Linked DNA regions of Mus musculus: region 2 is linked to region 1. A link is a contact called in public HiChIP or PLAC-seq data. All regions are on one chromosome and are shown on one strand. Each heading gives the region's core, a stretch centred on a gene start, on an enhancer-like site or on the middle of the called end of the contact. The rest is flanking DNA. Distances are from core to core; before and after follow the strand shown. Region 1 has its middle 96 kb from the start of BC006965. Region 2 has its middle 130 kb from the start of Gm39467.

What was found. HiChIP or PLAC-seq counts read pairs in DNA pulled down with a chosen protein or histone mark.
Region 2: a FOXA1 HiChIP or PLAC-seq map of pancreatic cancer cells shows a contact between it and region 1. The contact joins two enhancer-like sites.

What each region holds. Positions count from the first base shown.
Region 1 is chr11:112,612,843-112,618,771 of GRCm38.p6, forward strand. No RefSeq gene overlaps it. Among named protein-coding and RNA genes, the nearest start is that of BC006965, 96 kb to the right of the region's middle. Within about 2 kb of position 2,954, at least 24 of the 459 cell types and tissues checked have an H3K27ac peak or open chromatin away from gene starts, as enhancers often do. A contact at or near this core is called in pancreatic cancer cells, where this site is marked.
Region 2 is chr11:113,004,987-113,010,459 of GRCm38.p6, forward strand. No RefSeq gene overlaps it. Among named protein-coding and RNA genes, the nearest start is that of Gm39467, 130 kb to the right of the region's middle. Within about 2 kb of position 3,820, at least 38 of the 459 cell types and tissues checked have an H3K27ac peak or open chromatin away from gene starts, as enhancers often do. A contact at or near this core is called in pancreatic cancer cells, where this site is marked.

The DNA.
Region 1 (5,929 bases), core at 1,704-4,203:
TGGATCTCAGAAAGAAGGTACCTGGCTCTGTCCTCATTCTGATTTTCTCATAGTTCCTTTACAGAAGGCTCAGGGTTGCCTCTCACACAGCCCAGAGTCAGCTGGGTCTCATTGCATCTCCCTACTTCTTTAGGGTCTGAACCAAGCCTTGGCCATTTCTAGATTACAACAAAGGTCTACAGACCACAATTCAATCACCAAATTCAGCCCAGTGTCTGTTAGAAAGAGGTGCTAAAATAATGACCTACACGTTATCCACAGATGATTTTATTTTGATGGCAGAATCCAGTCTTTGTGACAGACTTTGGGCCTTAAAAGTCTAAACAATTTTCTATCTGAGCCTTTCTAGGAAAGAGTTGCCAGGCATCACACTAGAATATCTGTATGGCCCTTAGCTGGATGCATTGTTTCTTCTCTTGATCTCTTACAATTCATTCTCTACCAGGCAGACAGCTTTGTTTGTTTATAGAAGTCATACCATGATAGAATATGACCACTCAAAGCTGCCCATTAGCATTCACTATAATAAGAATAAAACACACTCTTCATTCCCTGGGCTAAGAAAATCTCACAATCTGGCCTCTGATTCCTCCCATAACCCCTTGATACAGACAAGCACAATCTCTCGAATGTATACACTGAAGCTCCAACACCCAGTGTGTCTGTATACAGGAATAGTTCTGAGGAAGGCAGTAAGATTAAATAAAGTTGTAATGATGGCGTTTTGATCCAACAGGCCTCTTTTTTTTTAAATATTTTTATTATTATGTATTTTCCTCAATTACATTTAGAATGCTATCCCAAAAGTCCCCTATACCCTCCCCCACACTTCCCTACCCACCCATTCCCATTTTTTGGCCCTGGCATTCCCCTGAACTGGGGCATATAAAGTTTGTGTGTCTAATGGGCCTCTCTTTCCAGTGATGGCCGACTAGGCCATCTTTTGATACATATGCAGCTAGAGTCAAGAGCTCCGGGGTACTGGTTAGTTCATAATGTTGTTCCACCTATAGGGTTGCAGATCCCTTTAGCTCCTTGGATACTTTCTCTAGCTCCTCCATTGGGGGCCCTGTGCTCCATCCAATAGCTGACTGTGAGCATCCACTTAGGCCTCTTAGACATCTAAGAAGAAGAGAAAGGTAGAAAGCTACCTCTCTCTTGCATGAATTAGGGAATAGCTTAGAAAGAATGAGAAGGTGTCTGTATATAGGCTGGGAAAAGATTCCCTGCTAAAAACAAAACGGGACTGTATCTTGATCTCGGACTGCAGAAGGGGGAGGAAATGAGTTACCGTTGTTCAAACCATGAAGTCGCAGGATTTTGTTGTGGCAGCTTAATGGGAAACATTCTCTCTGTCTCCGGTACTCTGACCTGGTAGCCCTGGAGGAAGGCGTGCTCCTGGTTACCTGATGCTTGCTGTTTGTTCTCATGGAGTGTTCACCCCACTGGATGCTGTTGGAGCTGTGACTCCTTACAGTTCAAGAAATGCCACAGGATTAATTATTTCGAATTTGGCTATGTTTAGAATCACCTAGGAGAGGTCCTTTGGGGAGCATCCATCTGTGGCGTTGTTTCTAGAGAGGTTTAACTGAATGAGAGTCACAGCATCACATGGGTTACGATCCCAAACTGGATATAAAGAGGAAATGGAGAGAGATTTCTGGGCATCAGAACTCACTTCTGTTTCCCAACCATAGATGCAAGGATGCCAACTGCCCATATTCCTTCGCCAGGCCTTCCCACCAGGATGAACTATATTCCTTCAAACCATGAGCCAGAGGAAACTCTTTCTTCTTTAAGTTGTTTTTGTCAGATGTCCTGTTACTCAACAAGAAATGTAAAATGATATGACGACTTTGGTTTATTGTCATTTTTCTCAGACTCTATCGCTGGCCAAGATTTTAAAATAACACCTCCACCCATATCCCTCTTGATACACGATATCCACAAAATTCCATGATTTAGGGTTTGATACTACATTAGCCCGTTGTTTCTTATAATATATACTCTATAGAATAATCCATTTTGATGGTTGATTCCCCTGTGTTATAAAGAAAACAAGAAGAGTCGATGGTATTTCGTAGGCACAAGACCCAGACTGTAGGAAAAGGTCATGTTGACTACTGGGATGAGAAAACCTGTGATAGACACATAAGTGTTCGAGGGAGCAGAGGGAGGGTCATGAATTCCATTTCTATCAGATGTTGGGGTGGCGATATCTCATAGTCAATTAGATATACAAGCTTGGAATTCATGAGAGAGATTGGGGTTAAAGATAAAAAATGTGAGTCACCCAGATTTAGATGATATTTAAAGCCATGATCCATAGCAAGGTTTGTTAAGTAAGAAATGTGTAAGTAAGAGAAAAGCCCCAGGAGCTCTGGGATTCACAATTATTTACAGGCTGAGGAATGAAGTGCATCAAAGCTAAAGGAAAGAGAAAATGACTCTATCAAGGGGACAGGAGAAACAGTAGAAAAACAATGAAAGGTGGCATTTCCAATGCTGAAGAAGTACCAGAAGAGGAATGGAGGTTCTGAGCCTGAGGTAGGAGATGAGTAACGGAGACAGAAACTTTGTGAGGTAGGGTGAAGAAGAGCCCATAAGACAAAGGTGATCGGAAGCTGGGAGGCAGAGCTAAAGGTAACAATTTCAAAGAGTTCTGTTAACATGGCAGAAAGAAAAATGTTGTAGGTGGAGGAAGCTAAGAGGAAGGGGACAGGGATCCAGAAGGGGAGTCCAGTGCACTGTGGATGGTAAGTACCAATAGATGGTAAGGACACTAGACTGCAAAGACCATGTCACAATCAAGAGTGGTCACCGATGAGGTGACGTGTTTACAGTGGCTATGGGTGGAATAGTACCCTTTGCTGGGATCTAGATACTGACTGCAGGGAAAGCAGAAGACACGGGGCTAGAAGAGGTAACGAGGTGACTCATTTTTAGGTGGCTGCCTGCTTGTTTTCTCAGTGAGTACAAGGTGAGGTCATCAACTGAGAGTGAGGGGGTGGATGTCAGGAGAGGAGATGTCACACTGTGGCCTGGGGTGGAAGGACTGAGTTGACCAGGGAAATGTAGAAAGATTGCCAGAGATTGCCAAGGGCCCATGGGAGGCCCATAGTCAAACATCAAGGCATGACCATGCAGTCCTACCCCATGTCTTTCTCCAGCTGGCCCCAAAAACACTGGTCCAGACTTATGGGAGGAACGTGTCTATGCTGAAACCGGGAGGAGATATTCAGATCTGCAGACTGGAGGGAACAGTGGGGGCTGTGTGCTTATGCGATGGTTTTGATGTCAGAGAAGATAATGAAGACATGGAAGAATGGGGGGATTAACCCAGAGGTCAGTGTGTCCAAGGACTAAAAAGAGTAAGGAATTTTCTGAGGTCAGGCTCATAGAGGTATTTGTCTAGAAGGTGGTAAATGGTGAGTGGCGAGTGGGATCCTCCACACATGATTTGAGAAGCCAGCAAGAAGATCCACAGTAACTGCACAGAGCTGAGAAATGAGCAAGCTGTCAAAGAGGAAGAGGAGAACATCCTTAGAAGATGAAAAAAAAAACAAAAACAAAGAGAGAACAAGTGGGGAGGTGGGGAGAGAGATGCAACATCTGCTGGGATTTTTTGTCCTATTCCTAGTCATAATAAATGTGGTGGTGCCCATGGTATGACCAAAGTGCTCAAGAGTAGGAGAGAGTGAGAGCTGACAGGTTGCTGGCCATGGGAAGAGCAATAAGGTACACATGATCTAAAGCCATGAGTATCAAAGGAGCAGAATTTCAGGAAGATAGAAAGGATGGTGAGATGGCCTGCGGATAGAATAAGGAGCTGGAAAGATGCACAGCTGCCTTGTAGAGATGCTGCCAAAGGCTAAAGGAAAGCCAGGGGCTTCAAAGAGTGCAAAGAGCATCTGAGCTTGCCATCATCAGCAAGTATGGCTCATTTTGGTATAGGCACAGTGAGCAGGTTTTAAAAGACCACATAGTGGGTAGTCATGTTAGATTGGGTGATATGCAGAGTTAAAAGACGAGAAAAGTCTATGCCTGTTTCCTCCAGAACAAAATATACCATATGTAGCTTATGAGAACAGAAATATACACTGTCATAGTTCTGCAGGTCATGTGTGTGTGTGTGACATCAGTGTCAGCTGTGCCACATCACCTTTGTGACCCACAGGGAAAGAGTCTTCTTGCCAGTTCCAGCTTCTGCAGCCCCAGTCTGTCACTACAGTCTCCACAGGATATTGTACGGTCTGTCCCTCAAACAGTCTTTACTCTGTGCCTGGCTGTCTCGGGGTCCAAATTTCTCCTTTTTAATAGGGACACCACTCATGTTGGATGAGGGCCCACCCTAATGACCTCATCTTAACTTGATTAAATCTGTGTGCCTGGGCACTTGAGCTGTTACAATAAAAACACTATAAAACTGGTCACTCACAAGCAACAGACATTTGTGTCTTGCAGTTCTAGGGGCTGGGAAATTTAAGATCAAAGCACTAACAGGTTTGGGAGCTGGCAAAGGCTCCCTTCCTGATAGACAGGTACCTTCTAATGATATCTTCACGGGATAGGCAAACAACCTTCTCTCCTGCCCCCTGAACTTCTAGTCCCATCCATGACAGCTCTACCCTTGTGGCTAAATTTCTTCTAATATTACATGGGGGATCAGGTGTAGCCTCTCCTGCCAGCATTAAAGTTCACAAAACAAAAGGATCGTCCACCTCCATTCACCGCTCACGCCCCTGTATATAGAACCATACATACCCAGTATCATGTACAATCACAATAATCTGCAACTATGCTAAGTCCTAATACTCTTGGCTTCTTGGAGTTAAGGTGTCAGCATAGCTCTTGGGGGTAGCACAATTCAACCCATAGGAAGGTCAGGCTGATATCACATGGTCCTCTACCATTTACACAACAATGGAGTGAATTCTGGGGTTTTCTTGTGTGGGCAAGCAGTTTGTGTCCTGGGATTGTTGTCTAAATGGGTGAGTGAGAAGAAAGGCATCATGGCAAAGAAGTGTGGTCCCACAAAGATATAGTGGACATATGAGTTCAGGCCAGCACAAGACGTCTGTGAGCCTGCTTTGTAGACTGGGTGGGTAGGGTGCAGCTAAGTAGTCAGTAAACCTTTCTGTTACTCAGGCACTAGTTAACTAGATTCAAGTTACACTGTTCTAACTCTAAAACAACAACAAAAAATTGAAAGAAAAAAAACCCACCTGGGTTGTTTTGTCCTCAGAGGCTCTGCACACACCATCCCACTGCTTGGAGAAGTCTCTCGGAGCTTGTGACAGCTGGCTTCATCTCTCTTCCAAGACAGATCATCTCAGAAACCTCCTGTTTAGAAAAATCTGCCACGGCTATCCCTTCTAGATTCCAACTTCATCCACCGCTGATTGACTTGTCGTCGTTTTCTGAAAAGGTACCACTCTCCACCATGCTCCCATGGTTACTGCTCGTCTCTCCCACCAGCATCAAACGTCACAAAGTCAAAAGCCTATCGTCCTCCATCCACCATTGAACCATAGCTGGCGGAGATAGGAATAACAGCAGCAAAAGGAGCCATCCTGACCACGTTCCTTGTCTGGCTCAATAAGCGTAAGTATGCCCAGAGCATAAGTTATCCATGCTTTCTCATTCTCGTCTATAAATGAAAGAGTTGGAGCCCAGGGTTAATGGTATAAACCTGTAATGCCAGCTACTCGGGAGACAGAGAAGGGAGGATTGCAAGTTCATTGCCTGCCTGGGTTACGTACCTAGTTGGAGGCCAACCTAGAGGAAAGGCATAATGGGCCAATACTTTCCTACAGTCGCTGAATTAGGTCCAATACCCAACATTGACACCGCCATCCCCCCTAAAAAATGTGCTTAGGTCTTAACTTTGAGATGCTTTTAAGTCTCTCAACATCAGTCACATGACAGC
Region 2 (5,473 bases), core at 2,570-5,069, 390 kb after region 1:
TAAGCATCCTGTTGGTCCCCAGCATACCCACGAGTCCACTGAGGTGTCTTCATTCCCTCCTCCATTGCACGTCCCCAAGGGTAGTCCTTGATCAATGAGATACTCAGAGCTGGACATATTCCTGTAGACATGGTCTGCTCCAGCCGGAAGACCCTCTAATGGCACCTTCCTGGATCTGTATGCCATCTGTCCGTTCAGGCAGGCAGCCTATGAGTATTTTCCTGTTCTTAGCAACAGTCACACTGGTGGATCATATTATGCTTGTGGTCAATTGAAACCTCCAGGTCCCTTTCATGTGAGCTGCTGCCAACATGGAGCTCTCTAATCTAGTTCTCGCGCTTCTGAATTTGAAACCACATGAAACTGAACGGCGAGAGCTGAAAGTCTTCCATCTTGTGGGCTTTGGCCGAACACTGGGGTCTGTAGAGATTACTGAGGGCCCCGACACTTGCATCATACACGCTGGCTCTGCTCCTTGGTCTAGTGTCATCTTTAGACTTTCTTGATCTTCAGTCAGTTCACTGATACAAAGTGAGGCAGGGATGCAGTGCACACACACACACCCCCACCCCACCTCAGCACAACTGACTTAAAATAAGCCTTTGATTCATACCTTGGGCATGCTTGTTTAATCATCTGGGAAGCTGCAGAGTGGGACTATTCTCCATAGTCCACGTCCACTCCTTGAAACAGACGGTCAAATGAAACCTCATTCATTTAGTGATTACTCTTTGAAAGCATCTAATTTCCCCAATCTATCATTCTTACTGAATTCAGCACGCTATAAACCCAGCTAATCCGCAGCCAGAGTGACTTAGCTGATGTCTCACAGCTTATTATTAACAGAAACCCAAGTTGGAATTTAGGTATCCTGAACCCTCCCCCATCCCCACCCCCACCCCCACCCCCACCTCCCACCCCCACCCCAGGCTTCCCACATAACCAGGAATGTAATGTTCACTCAGTATACCAAGATACTCGGCCTCAACATAGAAACTGGCACTTACGTGGTACCACGTGACCAGCGGGATTCTGAGATGTTCACATATCTCCGAGCTTGCAGCACCCCATCCATCAATCCGTCTTGCCCTTCCAATTAGGAGGACAAGAAGCACAGCCTGCCAAGTGGCATGTTGGGTAAACTACTTGGAGTCATTCGGAATGACTCACACCACGTGCAGGTCTGTGCTCATCAGGTGCTTGGGTGGGGGGAACCCCCCACCCCCATCCCAGATCCCAGGATGTCCATCCAGCCCCATCTCCCTTTCACAGATTCTGAGGTCAGCTCTCAGTGAGGACGGCTGTTCAGGGTGAACAAGGCCCTGGGTCCCAGATCGATGCAGAAGTAGAAATTCCTGGGTTATTTTTAAGTTCAAGGTCCTTCTGAGGCTGTAGCCAAGAAGAGGTTCTGTGGATCTGATAAGAAACTGCACTAATTAACGCTAATTTGCTGGTAAGGAGATGTTTCTAAAGGTTGGAAAAACTTGTTACTTCAAGTAGACCAAATAACCTCCCTTCCTCCATCCAATACTGTTTACATCATTAATTCTTACTTAATCCTTTCATCACAAAGCATTCAAAGGCAAACCTAAAACAGAGTGAAATTATCCTGAATTCTTAGTGAAAGAAGCCCTTTGTAATTACAATATGTGTATATTTAGATCTGTGCTTTCAGGCTCTTACTGGAGACTAGGAGAAAGTCATCAGAATTCAAATAATATTTTGTTTTCCAAATTCTAGAACCACCTGTCTTGTTCATTTGAATTTTTAATGCTAGTATGTTTAATCAGATAACTCTATTATAAGTAGAATCAAGCCCCAGACTATGAACTTTCCTTCATTATCACAGCTAACCTTCCCAACAACTGTAGAAATAGGAGAGCAAATTAGCCCCATTTACAGATGGAGAAAGTGAGGCTCGAAGAAGCCATACTGCGGGGAACTGGGGAGACTGTTCAGTAAACAAGTGCAAAGACTTGAGTTTGATCCCCAGAACCTGTAAGAGAGGTGGTGCACTCTTGTACTTCAAGGGCTGAGAATATGGGAGAAAGGAGGGTTCCTGGGGCTTGCTGCTCAGCCAGCCTAACCTACTTGGCTAGCCCTAGGTCTGTGAGAAAGCTTATCTCAGAAAAGGGTGAGCAGTACCTGAGAAATAGACCTAGACTCATTCATATATATGCACACACACCTCGTACACATGTGCTCAGGAACACACACATGCACACACACACCTCATCCATACACATACCTCACACACATATGACTAGGAACACACACATATACACACTTCATACACATGTGCACAGAAACACACACACAGGCACACAAACCTCATATATATGTGCATAGGAATATACACACATGCACACACACACATACATACCTCATATACATGTGCACAGGAACACACACACCTCATACACACGTGCACAGGAACACACATATGCACCCACATACCTCATATGCATGTGCACAGGAACACCACACACACACAACACGAGTCACCTGTTGCACAAAACTTGCAAACCTCAGCCTGAATCTAGCAAGATCTTTTTTGAGCAGACGCAGGCAGTGGTCAACAACTGGAGGCTTTCAAGGACCCATGGAAACACTTGAAACTCTTTTTTTAAGAAAGAAAGAAAGAAAGAAAGAAAGAAAGAAAGAAAGAAAGAAAGAAAGAAAGAAAGAAAGAAAGAAAGAAAGAAAGGAAGGAAGGAAGGAAGGAAGGAAGGAAGGAAGATAGACAGACAGACAGACAGACAGAAAGGGAAAGGAAAGGAAAGGAAAGGAAAGGAAAGGAAAGGAAAGGAAAGGAAAGGAAAGGAAAGGAAAGGGAAAGGAAAGGAAAGGAAAGGAAAGGAAAGGAAAGGAAAGGAAAGGAAAGGAAACTATTGGTTCCCAAATACAGAGAACTTTAATTCCCATTACAGATTTTAAGTTACCTATTTACAAAATAGCAGTGTCTGCTATGGCCGTTAGTCAACTCTCAGTTATAAGAGAAAAAAAAAGAAAGAAAGAAAGAAAGAAAGAAAGAAAGAAAGAAAGAAAGAAAGAAAGAAAGGAAGGAAGGAAGGAAGGAAGGAAGAAAGAAAGAAAGAAAGAAAGGAAGGAAGGAAGAAAGAAAGCAAGCTGGAATCACAAGGTTAGATTTTTTTTCCTAACTCTCGAACCAACCAAAAGTTATTACCTTCCCCCATTCCCCTTTCCCTTATGAAATTACATTTAATGTGGGGTGGGGTGGGCTTTAATGTTCTTGGGTGGGATCCCTAAAACTAAGACGCCTTGGAGACTCCTAATTTCCTACACTAGCCTAGTGGTTCTGAGCCTTGCTACACTATATTGCAAGATCCAAGGGAATAACTCAGAGTCTATGACATCACATAGGCCTTTTGTTCTTGATATTTTTATATTAATCTACTCATCAATCTCTCCTATATCTTCCCTTGTAGTATATACTCAGGTTGGAAGGCATAAAGCTGTTATTTCTTCCAAAAACAATCAGCAGTGCTCTAACACAAAGGATCTGGAGTAAGTCTGAGGCCCTAGGGAGATGGTGCTATTGGCTTATAGAGTATTTCAGGATGGCTATGACCGGGGGCAAGACCAACTGGGGACTGGACTCTGTCACGGGTTCAGCAAGAACTTGGCCCAGCTCAAACAGACCAGCTCACCCCTGGGGGCAGGACCAGGCTGTTCCATGGGAGTTGAATAGGTCATTGGCGCAGGAAGTTTGCCAAACCTCATGTCCATCTGTCTGCAGAGAAGTCACATGCAGTGTGCTGGTCACCACAACCCCTTGCTTCCTTGAGGGAGTGTCCAGGCCAGGAGTGTTGGGCTTTTTGCCCAGCTATCAGGAGGCTCCCTACCCCTCACCCTCACGAGGCCCTTTGTATCCATCAGAAGCCAAAGCAAATAAACAAAAGCAAAGTTTTGATCTAGAGAGAGTTCTAGACAATCCTGCTAAAGGGAAGCAGTGGAGAGCTTCAGGGTGGTGCTCACATTGACCCCTCCTAAGCACCACTCCAAACAATCAACAGCCCTGGGCTTCTTCCCGTGTTTGGGAGAAGATACCTTTGAGTAGCTGTCCTGAGACCTCAGGGCTATCATAACTCTAGTGGTTCTGAGAGGCACAGTTGTCCATTTGCAATAGGAAGGATTCAGAGACCCTGAGTGGCTGGCATAAAGGCACATGGTAAGGCCGTCAGTGAAGGCAAGATTGCCATCCTGAGAGTAGTTAGGCTTCTACAATTGCTCTGGTGTCCCCCTGGCCGTTCCTCCAAAAGAAAGTGACCTCAAATCTTCCACTTTGGAATACAAAACCCCAGAGGCTGTGGGCCCTGCTGGGAGAAGGTCCCCGATGATGAATAACTCAGGTTTTTGACTCCCGAGTAATGTTTGTGTCCCCAGGACCTGGTAACTTAGATGATATTTGTCACTCTCATGCTTTGACTAAGCCAGGAGCTGACTCCTGCTGGCTGAGTGGGTAGGTGTGGCCACCCTCCCACACAACCCTCCCATGCACCCCTCCCACACAGAGCCACTGCAGCTTCTCCTGAGCTAGTTACCTCACACCCACCCACCAGCCACCCACCAAGGCAGGGCAGCTTACGTTTGGGCTGTCAGTGGCTTCTCACTTTCTGTCAGTTCGGGGTTCCTCCCGTGGGGCACCCGGAACATTCTCTCAGAATGGAACTGCTCCACCCACTTCATGCTTCCCAGTATAGGCAAAACTCATAAGACACCCCCAAAACGCACTCAGCAAGTTCAGGATATGTTACGAGTCTGCAACATCTTAAGGACATTCAGAAGACTAGGGGGCCTCCTAAACCCGTACTGTGTCTAGCAAAATAAGCTCTCAGCTTAGTCTCTAGCACCTAGCCATCCTGTCCCATCAGTCAAGGGCCCTGGAGTTACCTGAAACAAACAGACTGTGCCTTCAAGGAGCTCTGGGGCTGGGGAGGAAGACTTTTAAGGACACAGGTGGACCGGGGCTGGAGATGTAGCTTTGTTGGTACAGTGCTTGCTTAGCTTGCCTTGAGCCCTGGGTTCAATCTCCAGCATCACATAAAGTAAGCATCACTGTAATCCTGATACCTCGCGGGTAGAGTTAGGAGGGCCACAAGCTCCAAATCATCCTTGGTTACACAGCGAGTTTAAGGCCAGCCTGGACTATCTGAGATTCTGTCCCAATCCCCACTCCCCAAAAATTCAGGGCCTGCAGAGATGGACCAGTGGTTAAAAGCACTTGCTGAGAAAAACATAAGAACCCACATAAAACCCGGGTGTCGTCATGTGCACAGGTAACCCCATTGCTGTGGGGAGTGGAGACAAAAGATCACTGGGACTGCTGGCTGCTGGCTGCTGGCTGCTGGCTGCCGGCTGCCAGCCTAACTCCTAGGTCAGTGAGGACTCTGTCTCAAGGCAGAATTGATAGTACAAGATATTGGACCTGTTCCTCTAGCCTCTGCACGTG